Linked DNA regions of Zea mays: region 2 is linked to region 1. The links are chromatin contacts, called in public Hi-C maps. All regions are on one chromosome and are shown on one strand. Each heading gives the region's core, a stretch centred on a gene start, on an enhancer-like site or on the middle of the called end of the contact. The rest is flanking DNA. Distances are from core to core; before and after follow the strand shown.

Evidence for each region. A called contact is a pair of places that touch in the nucleus more often than the background predicts.
Region 2: a Hi-C map of tassel shows a contact between it and region 1, with 2.7 times the contacts expected there. The contact joins the promoter of LOC100217256 here to the enhancer-like site in region 1. A contact is called at or near these places in 2 of 25 Hi-C or Micro-C datasets (ear and tassel).

The regions. Positions count from the first base shown.
Region 1 is chr2:17,965,669-17,973,150 of Zm-B73-REFERENCE-NAM-5.0, forward strand. No RefSeq gene overlaps it. Among protein-coding and RNA genes, the nearest start is that of LOC103646067, 14 kb to the left of the region's middle. Within about 2 kb of position 4,028, at least 18 of the 20 cell types and tissues checked have an H3K27ac peak or open chromatin away from gene starts, as enhancers often do. A contact at or near this core is called in ear and tassel, where this site is marked.
Region 2 is chr2:18,300,458-18,307,287 of Zm-B73-REFERENCE-NAM-5.0, forward strand. It overlaps LOC100217256, which reads right to left and starts at 2,047. Exons shown (of 6, transcript NM_001143611.1): 1 at 1,511-2,047; 2 at 1,116-1,192; 3 at 888-927; 4 at 329-434; 5 at 1-143. The coding sequence starts at 1,637.

The DNA of each region.
Region 1 (7,482 bases), core at 2,778-5,277:
TCTTCTTAATCTTTTTCAATCTCATCCAATCCATGTGTCATGGGAATAACCGACCTTACGAGTTGGTTTGGGATCAATAATGTTATTGGATGGGTTGAGTTTAACTTCCTTCTAGTATTTTTGGTTGGGTGTGGGGTGGATACCAAAGTAATTAGATTTAGGTATGGCTGGGAGTGGATTGGATTATTTGCCATTAGCAGGCCTAGGTACAACAACCGAGAAAACGCACATCATATAATAGTACTCCTAGCAACTCATCTCCGGCCATGGAGACACGTGTGCGGCGTGCTTGGTGCAAGGCTAGCTGCTGCTGCTGGTGGTGGTGAAGCCACCGCTCGTACACGAACCAGCGCGCATGCATGTGTAGCTGGTTGTAGGCGCGCGGCGGCGTATGTATGTACCCACTCTCGCTCGCTAGAGGGCCGGCCTGGGTTATAGTTTCTACGCAACGTACACGCGCGTCGTGTTTTCGTGTACGCAGAGCCATGTCGCGTTGCGTGTATATATAGTACATGCATGCGCTAGTCTAGTCGCCCACCCTACACCTGCCCGCTACGTGCCGGGTTGTACGTGCTCGGCGCGCGCATGCATGTGCACGCCCTAACGAGCCCCGAGGCCACCAACTCGATTCGTTTTTTCTCCGGCGGCTTTGCATCGCATGCGCCCGGCCGGCCGGTGCATCAGCGCATGAGCTAGCTTATATATATGACAGTGATCATTGATGTTCTATATGGTCCGACCGGCCGGCCGCCCAGCGCCCAGAAAATAACGCTACAGCAGCAAGACCAGAGATCGATCGATCGGGGTTGATCGGTCGGCGTCCTGTGTCAGCGCGATCCAAGTACAGGTCTAGGCGTCTAGCGTACTATAGGTCTATAGCTAGCGTCCAGTTTGTCCAGGCTGGAAATATATGGCCGTGCAAGTGCAACGTGTGCCTGCATTCACCGCCGCTCTCCGGCCGGCCGGTAGACGCGTCTTGAGCTGGACGGGACAGGCCGCCGCTCACTCGCTCGCTCGCTCGGATGCGTCATCATGCGCACCGACACCAACCACCGTGCCTGTCCAGTTCTTCAGTACACTATCACTACCGGAATTTGGCTCTTTGCCGAGTGCCATATTCTTTGCCGAGTGTTTTATTTCGGGCACTCGGTAAAGAGCTTTTTGCCGAGTGTCACGCAAAAAACACTCGGTAAAAGAAAACACTCGGCGAAGAAGCTCTTTGCCGAGTGTTTTATTTTTGACACTCGGCAAAGAGTTTCTTTGCCGAGTGTCTTTTTTTGACACTCGGCAAAGGGCTCTTTGCCGAGTGTCACAGATACAACACTCGGCAAAGAACTCTTTGCCGAGTGTTTTTTCTCCAACACTAGGCAAAGACAATTTAAAAATCACATTTTAAAGTAGTACATTAATTCAAATGAAAAAGTTTTCAACTACAAATTTGTATAACTCATCATGATGTACAATTTATATATTGAACATTTCTTCATATGACAAAATAAAAATAAATTTGTTCATAAAACCTATATCTCTCTCGTAGTTTATGAAACTACGAGAGAGACGTATAGAATTTGTGCATATTGTTAGAACCATCATCTGAGATAAACAAATTACCAAACAACCAAAATAAACTTTGTAGATCTTGAGAAGTTATAGAAGTTTATAGTTGATAACTTTTTCATTTGAAGTCATATTGTCAACGAAAACTATGTCTGAATTTAAAAAATTTAAAATTTGAATTTTGAAAACGACTTCGAAAGGAAAAACCACCAACATGAAAGTTGTAGGTATTGAAGAGTTATGAAACTTTGTAGTTGACAATGTTTTAGTTTGAAATCATCTTGTTATGCAAAACTATGTTTGAATTTTAAAATTTGAATTTTTCAAACTGTCTCGGATGGAAAAACCACCAAAATAAAAGTTGTAGGTCTTAAAATGTAATGAAACTTTTTAGTTGACAATTTTTTTATTTGAAATCATCTTATCATTGAAAATTTCGTGTGAAGTTTTTAAATTTAAAATTCAAATTTTATAAACGGTCTCGGATGTAGAAACTATTAAAATAAAACTTTTAGATCTCAAAAAGTTATGCAACTTTATAGTTGGTCACATTTTCAAATGAACTCATTTAGTGCCTTAAATAATCAAATTACTCTCGATTTGTTATAGTACATGGGAATGGAAACGTAATATAAACATAATTGGTGTAGTAGTGTAGTGGTATAGGAGGGTATGCGCGAGAGAGAGGTTGCGAGTTCGAATCTCACCATTTACAAAACATATAAGTTTGATTCAAAATAATAGTGAAAAATGATAGGGCAACGGGTAAGGTAATAGGGTAGGGTTGGAGAGTTGTTCCTAGAATTTAAAAAATGTTTTCCTGTTTTTTTTAATTTTTTCGATTCTTAATTTGCCGAGTGTTTTTCTTTGCCGAGTGCTTTTTGACACTCGGCAAAGTCTTTGCCGAGTGTCTGAAAAAAAGCACTCGGCAAAGAACCCTTTGCCGATGAAATCTTTGCCGAGTGTTCTTTGCCGAGTGTTACACTCGGCAAAGCCTTTGCCGAGTGTAAAATAGCCTTTGCCGAGTGTCTTAGACACTCGGCAAAGAACGCGATTCCGGTAGTGTATGTAAATACGTGTCCACGTGACCACGTCCACGCGTCTGGCACGTAGCCAAAGAACGCCACAAATTAAAGTAGCTGAGGTCGACATGCCAGAGAGTACGTACGTACGTGCGTGCGTTATGACGCGGCCACGACAGCACAGGAAGCTAAAACACAAGAGGTGATTAATGCTTTGCCTGCGTTGTCGTCTTGCTCACTTTTTATTTACACGTCATTCATGTTAAAGTTTTTCCTAACATTAAACGTATGTGACTTTGATCATTTGTTTTTTTTTAAAAAAAATAGATTTTGTAATATCAGATCCATGCTTTTAGATTCACTAAAAACAACATCTCTTTTATAACATATAAGTCATACGTGGAAGAAACTAAAAAAATTGTCCAATGAATGATCAGAGATAGCAATATTTGGTTCAGACCAAACCAAACGTACGTGTAAAAAAAATCGGGGGGAGTGGAAAGGACTAGGAGCCGATGTGATAAATGATTAGGGCCTGTGGTTGCGATGGATCACGTGGGCCAGCGGTGCTGGCAAACACCGTACGGCCGACAACACGGACGCGGACAAGGCGAAGGTACTCGGCCATCACCGTGATGGGCACCCGACTCCCGTAGCGAGAGGCGAGAGCGACAGCGAGACGGGAGAGAGAGAGAGAGAGAGAGAGAAAAAGAGGAAGCGTCGTCGCGCGTCCGTCCATTATCAGGACGCGAAAGGGCCTAATCATGCGGAGCGGTGGCGCGATCGACCACGATGTTTCTTTTCCAAATCCAAGGCCCGTCCACCGCCTGGATCTTTCGCCCTTTCCGCACCCCGTCCCCATACCGGTAGCCGGCGGTAGGGAACAAGTTGCCGTTATGGGGCAACAGTACAAGCACTGTACACCGGCGTCTCTGTACGTACGTGACGTATACTAGGATGATGTTCACGGCTGTGTAGCTCTATAGTGTACTGTATGATATGTAGTAGCCACTAGTGTACTGTGACTGTCGAGTGTTATTAACGCATTAGTCTGACGCGCATCTGGTTCGTGGCCTTAATCTCTATGTCAGGGGCAGGCCACACGCGATCCGTCGAGTTGATACTGAGAGCCAAAGCATATATATATATATATATATATATATATATATATATATATATATATATATATATATATATATATATATATATATATATATATATATATATATATATATATAAGCAATTTGTACGCGCGTACGTACGCCGTGCCGCGATCCATCAATCGGTTAAATACGACGAGCCGTGCGTCGCGCCGGCTCGGCGCGCATACGCATAAGTTTTTAAACACGTACGCCGTGTCCTCGTCGCGCTGCTGGTTGGTGGCCGCCTCTTTTGTTGCCTTGCGTGCGGAGCTGCCTCCTTCCATGCGGGCCACGGTATTAGTTGATCGCTCGTCCTGGCCTGCTCGTTGCACTCGAGCTCGCTGTTCACATGTAGCCCATCCTGTGCGGCCCGGGGAACAGTTCCGGAGCTGGTGATTTGTAGTTCGTTTGGGAACCTCAAATTCCCTTCCGGATTAGAGGAGTTTGAGGTGAAAATTGTTGAGAAACCCTAATAAAGTGTTATGTGGACAAATACTGAATATAGCCCTGAGGGCTATCGCGTCTCTATATATAGAACATGTACCCTTCATATGGAATAGAGAAGAGAAATAGGTCAGAGGCCCAACCCTATATCCAGTGTCTCGCGTGTTTCCTCTGTCGTGCTTATGGTAAGGTAGACGGGTTCTCTACATCTTCTTGCGCCTCTACTGCTGACGGGAGGGAAGGGAGCGGATCTGGTGATCCGTGGTAACGTAGGTCTCAACAAAAATAAACTAATTTTCTCTCTAATCACCTTCACCTTCATTTCTGAAGTGGATTTGAGTTTCCAAACTAGCCCTTAACGTATTTTACGACATAAAATGGCACTGCAAGAACTCCAAGAGATTCTATATTCTTCCATCCTATAGTTAACATGAATTGAGATTTATGTAAAAAAAAACCTCCAACAACTTATCTAAATAGTTATCCAAGTGTAACCATATTTTATTCTAGATTTCTCGTAGCCAAAGATAGAAAACGTAAATGATTCTCTAAAATGCACATAAGATATATACACAAGTTGGTGGAGATTGATAAGATATAGAAATTGATTCTTATGCAAACCACTCTCCTAAATAATAATTTAGATAGTGAAATTTATAAACACTTCTAGAGATGCTCAGAGTGACAAGCGGCTATCTCAAACAGCTCATCCACTAGTTTATAAACAATGCAATGGTAACGGGATGGGTCACCTGACAAATGCTGGGCCGAGTACGCTGGCCGAATGGGAAGTCGATGGGCTGCCTTATGGTAGAGGGATGACGGTATCCCTGATCTCCAAGGTTGAGGTCCAGGTGAAAAAGTAGGCCCAGAGGAAATGCTTGATGAAAGGAGAACTGAGTCTACCATTGATATGGGCCTCTCATATTTTCTGGGCCGACTCTCGTTGCCTAGCCCAACCGGCCGTTCCCATGATGTTTTATGCTCTCGGAACTAATTCTCCAACAAGAGAGGAAAAAAAAAGATCACGCACCTGAGGCAAACTGTCCCGCCGACTGACTGAGTGACTGGCGTTCCGTCCACCGGCGCAGCACGGAGCGGGGACCGTTACAGGTTTACAAACTCGAACCGCGCGCGTTACAGGTTTACAGCAGGTCAGCACCTGCACCTGCAGGCTGCACCGCTGCACGAACAATTCCCGGCACGGCGGCACCCGAATCGAAACGGAAAGGGAGCGGGGACCGGAGCGCTAGGGACATTCCTGGAGCGACATGGACGGGAGAGCGAGGGGCGTCTGCAGGTCCCCGCGCCGCGCCGATGGAGCGAGTCCGGCCTAGGATGGATAGCGACCTCCACCGTGGCTCCATTTAGGCTTGGCCTACCATCTCCACCGCGCCCCGCGCGTGCGTCGTCGTGGGGAGGGAGGACGAGAACAGGTTGACTTGATGGTGCGGAGCAGAGCAAGGGAGTGGAAGTGGTGGTGGTGGTTGGTCGTCCCGGGCGCCGGTGCGTCCACTGAGATTTGGAGCAGGTCAGACTTCAGGCCGTGCTCGTTTCCGGCTCGTCCTCCTGTCCCCTTCGGTCCTTCCGCTTCGCGGGCCGTCGCCACTCGCCAGCCAGCGGGTCAATCCGGAGCGGCGCGTGGTGACCTCACCGGCAGCTAGCTAGTGGAAGTGGAGTGCTGGGCCGCCCAGGCGAATAAAACCTGACCTGCGAATAGGAGGCGTTACGTGCCGTGTCGTGTGTGCCTGTCGACCCGCGCGCTACACTGACTGACAGAAATGGATGTGTGGTTCCAGTGGCGGTGCATGTGGGCGCAAATGGCCACGGCACGGCACGGCACGTCAAATCTTCTCGGTACGTGTTCCACAGTGACGTAACGCTCGCTAGAGAGCGCAGCGCACACAGACACAGCGAACCTTACCTAGCATGCAGACGCCCAACAGTTCGTCTCGTCGTCGTGTGGCTAGGATAGATACGAGACCCTGCGTGCGTGCGTGCGAGACGTGTTTCTTTATTGTCAAAGGGTCGCGCACGAAAGGTGCAGCGCAACGAGTTCGGTCAGATACGCGGCGGATTTGATTTGACATCTGGCAGTGTTTATTAAAACTCGGCCGGGGAGGGAAAGACCGCCCTCCCGGTATTATATTAAGAAGAGACCGAAACATGGTCCCGGCCGAGAAAATCCTCGAACCCTGGCCCCCATCACTAGCGGGCCGTCACCGCCCACTCTGCAACGGCCCAGCCGGAGGGTGGCGCGCAGGACGTAACCCGAGAGCGGGTGGGGCACAACGAGGGGATTTTTTTAACCAAGCCAGAAATTCGCCCCCGAGGGGGATCGAACCCAGGACCTGGAGGTGCTACTCGGAAGCCTTAACCATTACGCTAGAGGCCCTTTCGCTGCTGGCAGTGTTTATTCGCTTCACATATATTCTTCCGCCTGCCCGCGGGACGGGCCGAGTGGTCGACTCTTCTCAGGAAACATAAAATATTGCTTAATAAATATATATAGTATTCGGCAGTGGAGACGGTGAGGGACCGGAGGTGTGGTGAGGTCACGAAGGTGACAGTTGAGGACGCGGCGTTGAAACTTGGACCTTGCTGTCGGGCGCTGCGGGCTTGTGCCCCCGTCGCTCCACCAACCAATGTCATCGATCCATGGTGGGGTTTGTTCATTAAAAAAAACTACCAGTGCGTAGGGATCAAATTTGTGCTAACCGATGGAGAATCCATTCCATGAAGACCGACTCCAGATAATATAAGGTAAAATAGAATTGGTGTGTGGGTGGCATTTTGTTCGTTAGAGTGTGACTAGAATGGATCCACGGATTCAGCCGTCTACTTCGCCTGTCGTAACGGTGCAGTGCAGATGGTCTCGACTAGTAATTGAGTTGACCGCGGTCGTGCTCTACTTCGCCTGTCATAATAAGTTGTTCTATAAACCCACAGTGCATACGTTTTCATCACGGATGGTTAGATGGGCCCGGTTCCAAGGTCATGCCACAACCCAGTGACCAGTCCCGTACCTGACCTAACCTTGCAGTATCAGGACGAGCATACCTTTGTTTTGATAAGATGGTTTATCAAGGCCCATTCCATAGATATTCTATCTATACACATTAACTCTCTTTCCCTCAACCTAGCTACTCCCCCTCTGTTTGGTTGTCGGATAACCGCACTACAACTTGTATCTTAGTAGGCTAAAATGAAAAACTAAAAAAAAGTCAGATAAAATATGATAAATTGGACAGCGAACCAAACGGTCGCTACCAGACAAATTGATCTTCATTTTGATGATAGTTGGCAAGTAATAATAT
Region 2 (6,830 bases), core at 797-3,296, 330 kb after region 1:
TGAGGCCCTCCTCCTTTATTCTCCAGCCCACGGCCATGGCTTGCATGTAATCATCGATGCAGTACAGTCCCCCTCCCCCAGCAGTAGTCCTCGCATCACTGACTCCATGGCTTCCCTGCATGCTCTCGTATCCCATCCGGGCCCTGTTCATGCACCCAAAGAGTAGACGACCAGAGACCCCCATGAAAAAAAGAGCAAGTGAACAGACGCCATGCATGGAAAAAGGCGCTTTGGTTTTGCGTCAAAGATTAGGGCCTTTGAAAAGCTTGTCTTTTTTAACTTGAACACGTTTGAAAGAGAGGAGGGAAAAGGCGTTTGCAGGCCGAACCTTTTCAGAGGTGGTGGTGGTGGGCAGCACAGGAACTCCTCCTTGGGGCCTCCTCGCTCATCACCGCTGCATGAGTACCTCCTTTGCAGCAGCTGGGCTGGCGTCCCTGATCGATGGTGCCATGAAAGAAAGGTGTTTGGCTTTCCATTAGCGAAATCTATCTAAAGTGTGCAGTGCATTACACTTAGCGTTCCCAACAAAAAAGGCTTTGCCACTCATGACACATGAGAAGGGAATCTGGGGTCGCTAGGAGCAGTTGGCAAGTGCAGTGAGCATGTGGAGATGTGAGCTAAGAGGAGAGTCACACAAACCACAAGGCAATGTCATATCTTATTTTTATTTTAAAAAGGGAATTATATATATATAATACTTTGGAATGTTCAGTTTACTGTCGCAGAACATTTCGTTGTCCCTGAATGAATACTGGATAGATAATTCAGCTACACTGCACAGCGTTGACATGTGAAGTAATAAAAAAAACACGAGCAATGAAAAAAAATGAATGAAAGAACTCAGCAGTGGAAGAAGCGGGCAAATGAGGGCTCGTTTCATCTCTCACCTCCTCCTCTTTCTGCGCCAAGGCTTGCAGCTCTGTACATCTGTTCATCAGAAAGAAAAGAAAAACGAACGCAGGAATCAGAAGCTCTGAGTTCATTTACGCACTGTTGCTAGTTGCATTCCAACGGAAAAACAAGCAGCCATTTGCCTGCAGTCGTTGGTGCACAGCCGTGCAGGTGGTGCATGCGAAGGAACGGACGAGAAGAAGAGAAGCAATTGAGTAATTAACCTGGAGGTGGCTCTTGACATGAGATATGGTAAGCCCCCTGGCGCCCATGAACTGGAGAATGAGCTTCGGCGTAGCCTCTGCGATTTACCCCCCACCAAAACGGAGATTAGCTAGGCGCTGCTGTTGAAAATGCTACTGAAAACGGGAGGAGGACACAGAAGCACGCAACCAAATATTTCCCTCAAAAGAAAGAACGCAACCAATATTAGAGGAGCTTCGTTCATGGGTCATGGCAACACAATAATTCTACGTACTGAATCTCCGAAGGGCAATGTTGCTACATGAGTGAGGGGGGCGAAAGACTGAGGGCAAAGGTTACAGCATGGGAGGGCAGAAATAGAGTATCTGTATGATGATGAAGGGGATGAAGCGGCGGAGGAGGAAGGGCAGCGTACTGTGTTGGCCGCCAAGGGAGTCGATAGCCTGCACGAAGCTGCGGTGGAGGTCGGCGCTCCACCTCATCCTGGGCTCCTTGGACCGGACGTACCGCCTCACCACAGCGCCGTTCCTGCCGCTGCCCATCTCCTGGTCTCTTGGATCGCCAGCAACGACGACGGTTCCTCACACTACTTGGATGGTATGGAGCTCACCGGACCGGGCGCTGGCTGGCAAGGAGACGCTCCAGGTGGTAGAGGAAAGAACCAAACTTCCCCTTTTGTTCCCTCCGGCCTCCTCTTCCCGGCTCCTCCCTCGCTCTCTGACTTGCCTGTAAGCCTGTCCAGAGCTGCTGCTGCGGCACGCAGTGTCTCTCTCTCACACACACACGTACAGACAGCTGAAGATGCAAGATTTGTTTTTCTAGGGTAAGATAAGATGCAAGATTTGTTGCGATTTGCGAATGGATGAGAAAGACCAAGCTGGTGCCCTTCCTCCCCGCAGGCCGCAGCGCCCTACGCTGTGTGACTGTGTCTCTTTCTGTCTCTCTCTCGCTCCCTCCTCGAAAGGCGAGGCGAGAACCCAGAGGAGGGGGCGTAGGTTTATATGCTGTGCTGTGCGTGTTGTTTGCCGCTTCAATCCCACCCGTTTGTTGTATGGGCATGGTTTCCTGTCTGCGACGCTACGTACCCTGTACCCGCTGGTGGCTCTACCTGCCTGTCTAAAATCTTCTCGTTGCACACCAACGGGACGGCGGCCGACCCGATCGACGGTGGGACGAGTGCAACCCTGCTGCTCCCACCAGGAGATACGGGCAATCACTAGCTGGATTTTTTAATGACTGCGCTAAGAGATGGTGAAAGGGGGTAAGCCCGTACCACCATGCCATGGACTCAATTGGGATATGCATGCTGACATGCTGTGTTAAATTCCGCCTCCTGTATAAACCTGAGAAAGCAAAACGTCTTTACGAGTGAGACTACCTTCAACGATTCCCGCCAGAGACCCTCCCCTCTACCTGTAGCGGCTACAGAGTACTCCTTTTCTCTACAACGGTCCACGCTACGCCTCCCTCTATATGGTCGCTGGCTTCTCTCTCCCTCTACAGCTAGAGAGCTCCCTCTGCAGCTAGGGACGCGCCAAACGGCCCCCTTCTCTTGATATGTGTGCACACCAGTATTTATCAGTGGTGAAAAAAATATTAATAGATGATGAATGTGTATGGAAATTGATATTTTATGTTTGTAGTTGGGTATAAAGGAATGGTATAGGGGGAACCGCTGCAGAGGGAGGAGATATAGAGGAAGAAAGTGTACTGATGTGGCGATGTAGTGGGATATAGAGGTGCAAATTTAGGGGGAACCGCTGAAGATAGTCTGAAAAGACCGCAGCAGGTTCCTTCAGTTCCGGCAATGCACTGCAGCCTGTGCTGGAGTACGCGTATCGTATCTCGCAGCAGTTATGGTGGCTCCATGTCAAGCCTGGCAACGACATTATGTTGTGTACAACGGATATGTATATAGTCGTTCGAAATAATGTTTTATACGGTTGAAAAGAATGTTTATAAATTAAGGTTTAAAATATAAAATATGATGAAAGATGAGATAACAGACCTGCTAGATAGCAGATAACCTTATTATATCTTCTATGAACATGATCCCTCAACAGATATAGAAGCTATTTGATACCAGAGTTTAAAATTGTGTATTAGACCATCTAATCTATATTATTCTATTAAAACCCTAATATGGTCACCTGGTGTTACCACGACTTTACCCCTCTTCGCTGATACTTTGGGACTACCCCATGCGTCTCGACTAGTTCTCTCGCCCCACACGCCCTGCCTCGGCGCCGTGCCCTGTCACCCCATGCCACACGCATCGCTCTCTCAGCTACTGAGCTATGGAACGCAGCCAGCTACTGCTTCTGTCCAGCAACCAACCCGTAGCTACCACACCACGCAAAAAAAATTGCAGAGCGAGCACTCGGACCCACACCCGCTGCTCTAGAAATTTGGGGCTAACCAATAAACCCTAAACTCTAAAGACCTCACGTACCTAAGTGTTTAGAAATAAACAATAATTATATTTAAATACATATCTCAATACCTATTTATATGATATATAACAGTCATAGCAAAGCACGACCAACTGGCTAGTCTAAATATATTAAATGTCAAACATACCAAGTTTAAATTTAAGTTTTCAAACCATCTTATCTAAATATAGTAAATGTCAAACATGTGAATTAGATCTAATTATTAAGTTTACACCATAATATCTACCTTCTCCGTCCCATATTAGATCTAGAATCTCTTGTGAAAATCAAAACTAAAAACTGAAAGACCAAAATATCCCATCAGTAGTAAAGAAGAAGATTGTTAGCACACAAAAATGGCCATACATCGAATAATGAAAGGATGCATTCAAGCATAACTTGTGTTTAGTTGCGGGACATAACAACCATATCTTCTGGCGTTCCTTCTCGTTCTGCCAATTTTGAGGGACAAGTAAAAAAGTTTTGTTACAACTTTCGATCTTAAATCAAACAACCTTATCTGAGAGATTGTCCTATTATGTTATATCTCGTGGCTACCATGAAACATAGTGTAAGTCACCGTAGCAGGCTAGGCGGAGATTGTTGGAGCCCTGCTCCCAGAGAATTTGATCTCTAGCCATCCTGGAAGGAATAGAACTATACCGGCTATGACATGAAAAAGCGATCTAAACCTCCACACCACCGGGTACAGGAACATTTTAGGGCTACATTTTGTTCGGTTAGAGATGCTTAGAGGGGTTGAAGGATTCTTTGTTAATAAAAAATGAATACAAAGATATTTTATCTTCATCAATCTTCTGTGACCCTAATGCAACAGAACGAGTTCATAGACCTTAGGAAGCTCCGTCCGCTAACAGTTTTTTAACCATAATTCAAAAGAAACAGAGTCTCATCTATAAATTATATTTTTATAAATTTTTTATTGTTTATTTTAATGTATAGGTCACGTATTTTTATTTGTAATCTATGTATTTATTGTTGTTTTTATTTATGTAATCTTTAGTTATTGTTATGAATGTAAACACATCCACGTATTTATGTACTCATATATATTTAAATTTTAACAAAAAATACAATGTTTAATATTGTCGGAGAGAAAATCTCCGGACGGGTGGCGGAGTGCACCCGCCCTAAATCCTAAGATGAAGAGGGGACTAGGCGTTTTGCTCGTTAGTTGGAAACTAGGAGGAAACACAAGAACACACAAGGATTTAGAGTGGTTCGGGCCACCGGAGCGTAACACCCTACTCCACTGTGTGATGTATTGCTTGAGAGCTTGTATGAACTCGTGAGTGTCTGAATGAGCCTAAGATTGGATCTGCCTGAACCTGTCGCATGCCTCCCCTTTTATAGCTAAAAGGGGGCATGTACAAAAGGACTCCGAACCCCGACATGTGGGCTCAGAGACATAACAGATGGGATAACCGGAGCAACTAATGAGGGTCACCCTCCACCATCTCCCTGTGCCCCGACATCCGCCGCTCGAGTACAATTGGCGTGCTGCAGAAGGTTCCTCAGTATCGTTTAAGTCATGATGACCACTGCGCGTGCAGCGGTGTGGGCGTACTGCCCGTTGCTTAATTGCACAGGCACGCTGCTTAGTCTGGTCACCGCCTGCCACTAGAGTGGACGGGGCGCATTAAATACCGAGTCGGCGCATCGCCTGCCCGTAGGGCGGTCAGGCGGCGCGCGATCTCCACAATAAATGCAGAGATCGCGTGGCCCCGAGGCCTTACGTCAGGCTCTGCTCCCCTTCCTACGTCACAGGCCGCAGGCGACGTGGCAGCACCGGGTCCTCACCTGAGTGGGGAGCGCAGGCGTGCCTGACAAGACCCAGACAAGTGTCTGTGCCGGACCCCTGTACGCCTTTGCCTCAGGCCAAGGTATTCCTTGCCCCGAGGTCTTGTCGTGGGCGGCCCGGACCTCACTTAGGGGGTCCGGGTCCCGCTGAGGCCCCGGTTGAGTATGCTGGGGTCCGGCATTCTTTCACGGGGTCCGGATCCACTGATGATATTACGGTATATGTTACCCACTCCGAGGTCACCTAGTGGCCTCGGAGTTGCCCACGTGGTGGGGTAAGGCGCGATTTACCGCGCCTTCTTACTATAGTAAGGGGTACCCTTGTTCCAGGGTATTGTGCTTCGCATCCGTGGCCCACCCCAGAAGCAATGGCCAAGCAGAAAGGCCAAATGCAGAGATCCTCATGGGACTCAAAACGCGCACCTACGACTGCTTGAAGAAGCATGACCGCCACACGACCGGAGATTTCCTCTCCGACAAATATTAACTAAAAGTCTGTAACAAATTGATGTAGCGATAAGAAGCTTGTAGGCTATGGTAAAAGCTAAGTACTGGAGCGTTATAATAGACTAGTCAATTGCACATGTGTTATCGCGATTTTTATATATAATATGAGTAGACTTTATTATAATAAGACACAAAAAAATGTATGATCTATTAATTAGATGAGTGTAAATATAGAGCCAACGACCAATGTTCAATCCATCATTGTATATAATATGAGTAGGCTTTATTTTAATTAAAAACAAAAATATGTGTGTTCTATAGGTTAGAAATGTGTAAATGTAAAGGCAATAATTAAGATTCAGGCTCTAATTTGTGTACAACCTGTTTAGTTTCGGTATTTGACCACGGTACACTGAAACTGATGAATCATCTAATCTCCGCTATCCAAATAGGAAGATCGAAGCGGCGGCAGCAGTTCTTCTGGGACTGGGAGTGGTGGAATTCAAAGGGAAACAGCGCGGCCACAGCTCGCTCACAAGTGAACAAATGGAAAGGGGACAAAAAGGATGCACTGGTCCAACCACATCCCGGAGGTCCAAAGTAAAGCCAAGCCGTTGCCATGCCACATGGAGCTGAAAGCCTGAAACACAATCCACGACACTACGAGTCCACCATTTTTAAAACACCTGAGAACAAAACGTTACTCTTATCCTCCCCCGGCCGGCACTCGGCAGCCTCCGGTCAGACTCAGACATACCGTGCTCGCGCCCCTACGCAAATTGCAGTCCCTCTGTGAAATGCCCCTGCTCCAGCTGGTCGATCAGCTAGCCCTACGCGGCTATACGCCTCTACCCAGCCCAGCCACGCTCGGCCCACGCCAGCCTTTGACTCCGTCATGCCGACCGGCCGGCCGGCGACAGCGACATGGACATCGGGGGCACCGCATGGACGGAACGGAAACTCGTACAAGCGACGGCGAGAGGCCGGCCGGGGATGGAGATGGAGGCGATGAAGCTAGTGATCTGATCTGAAGTC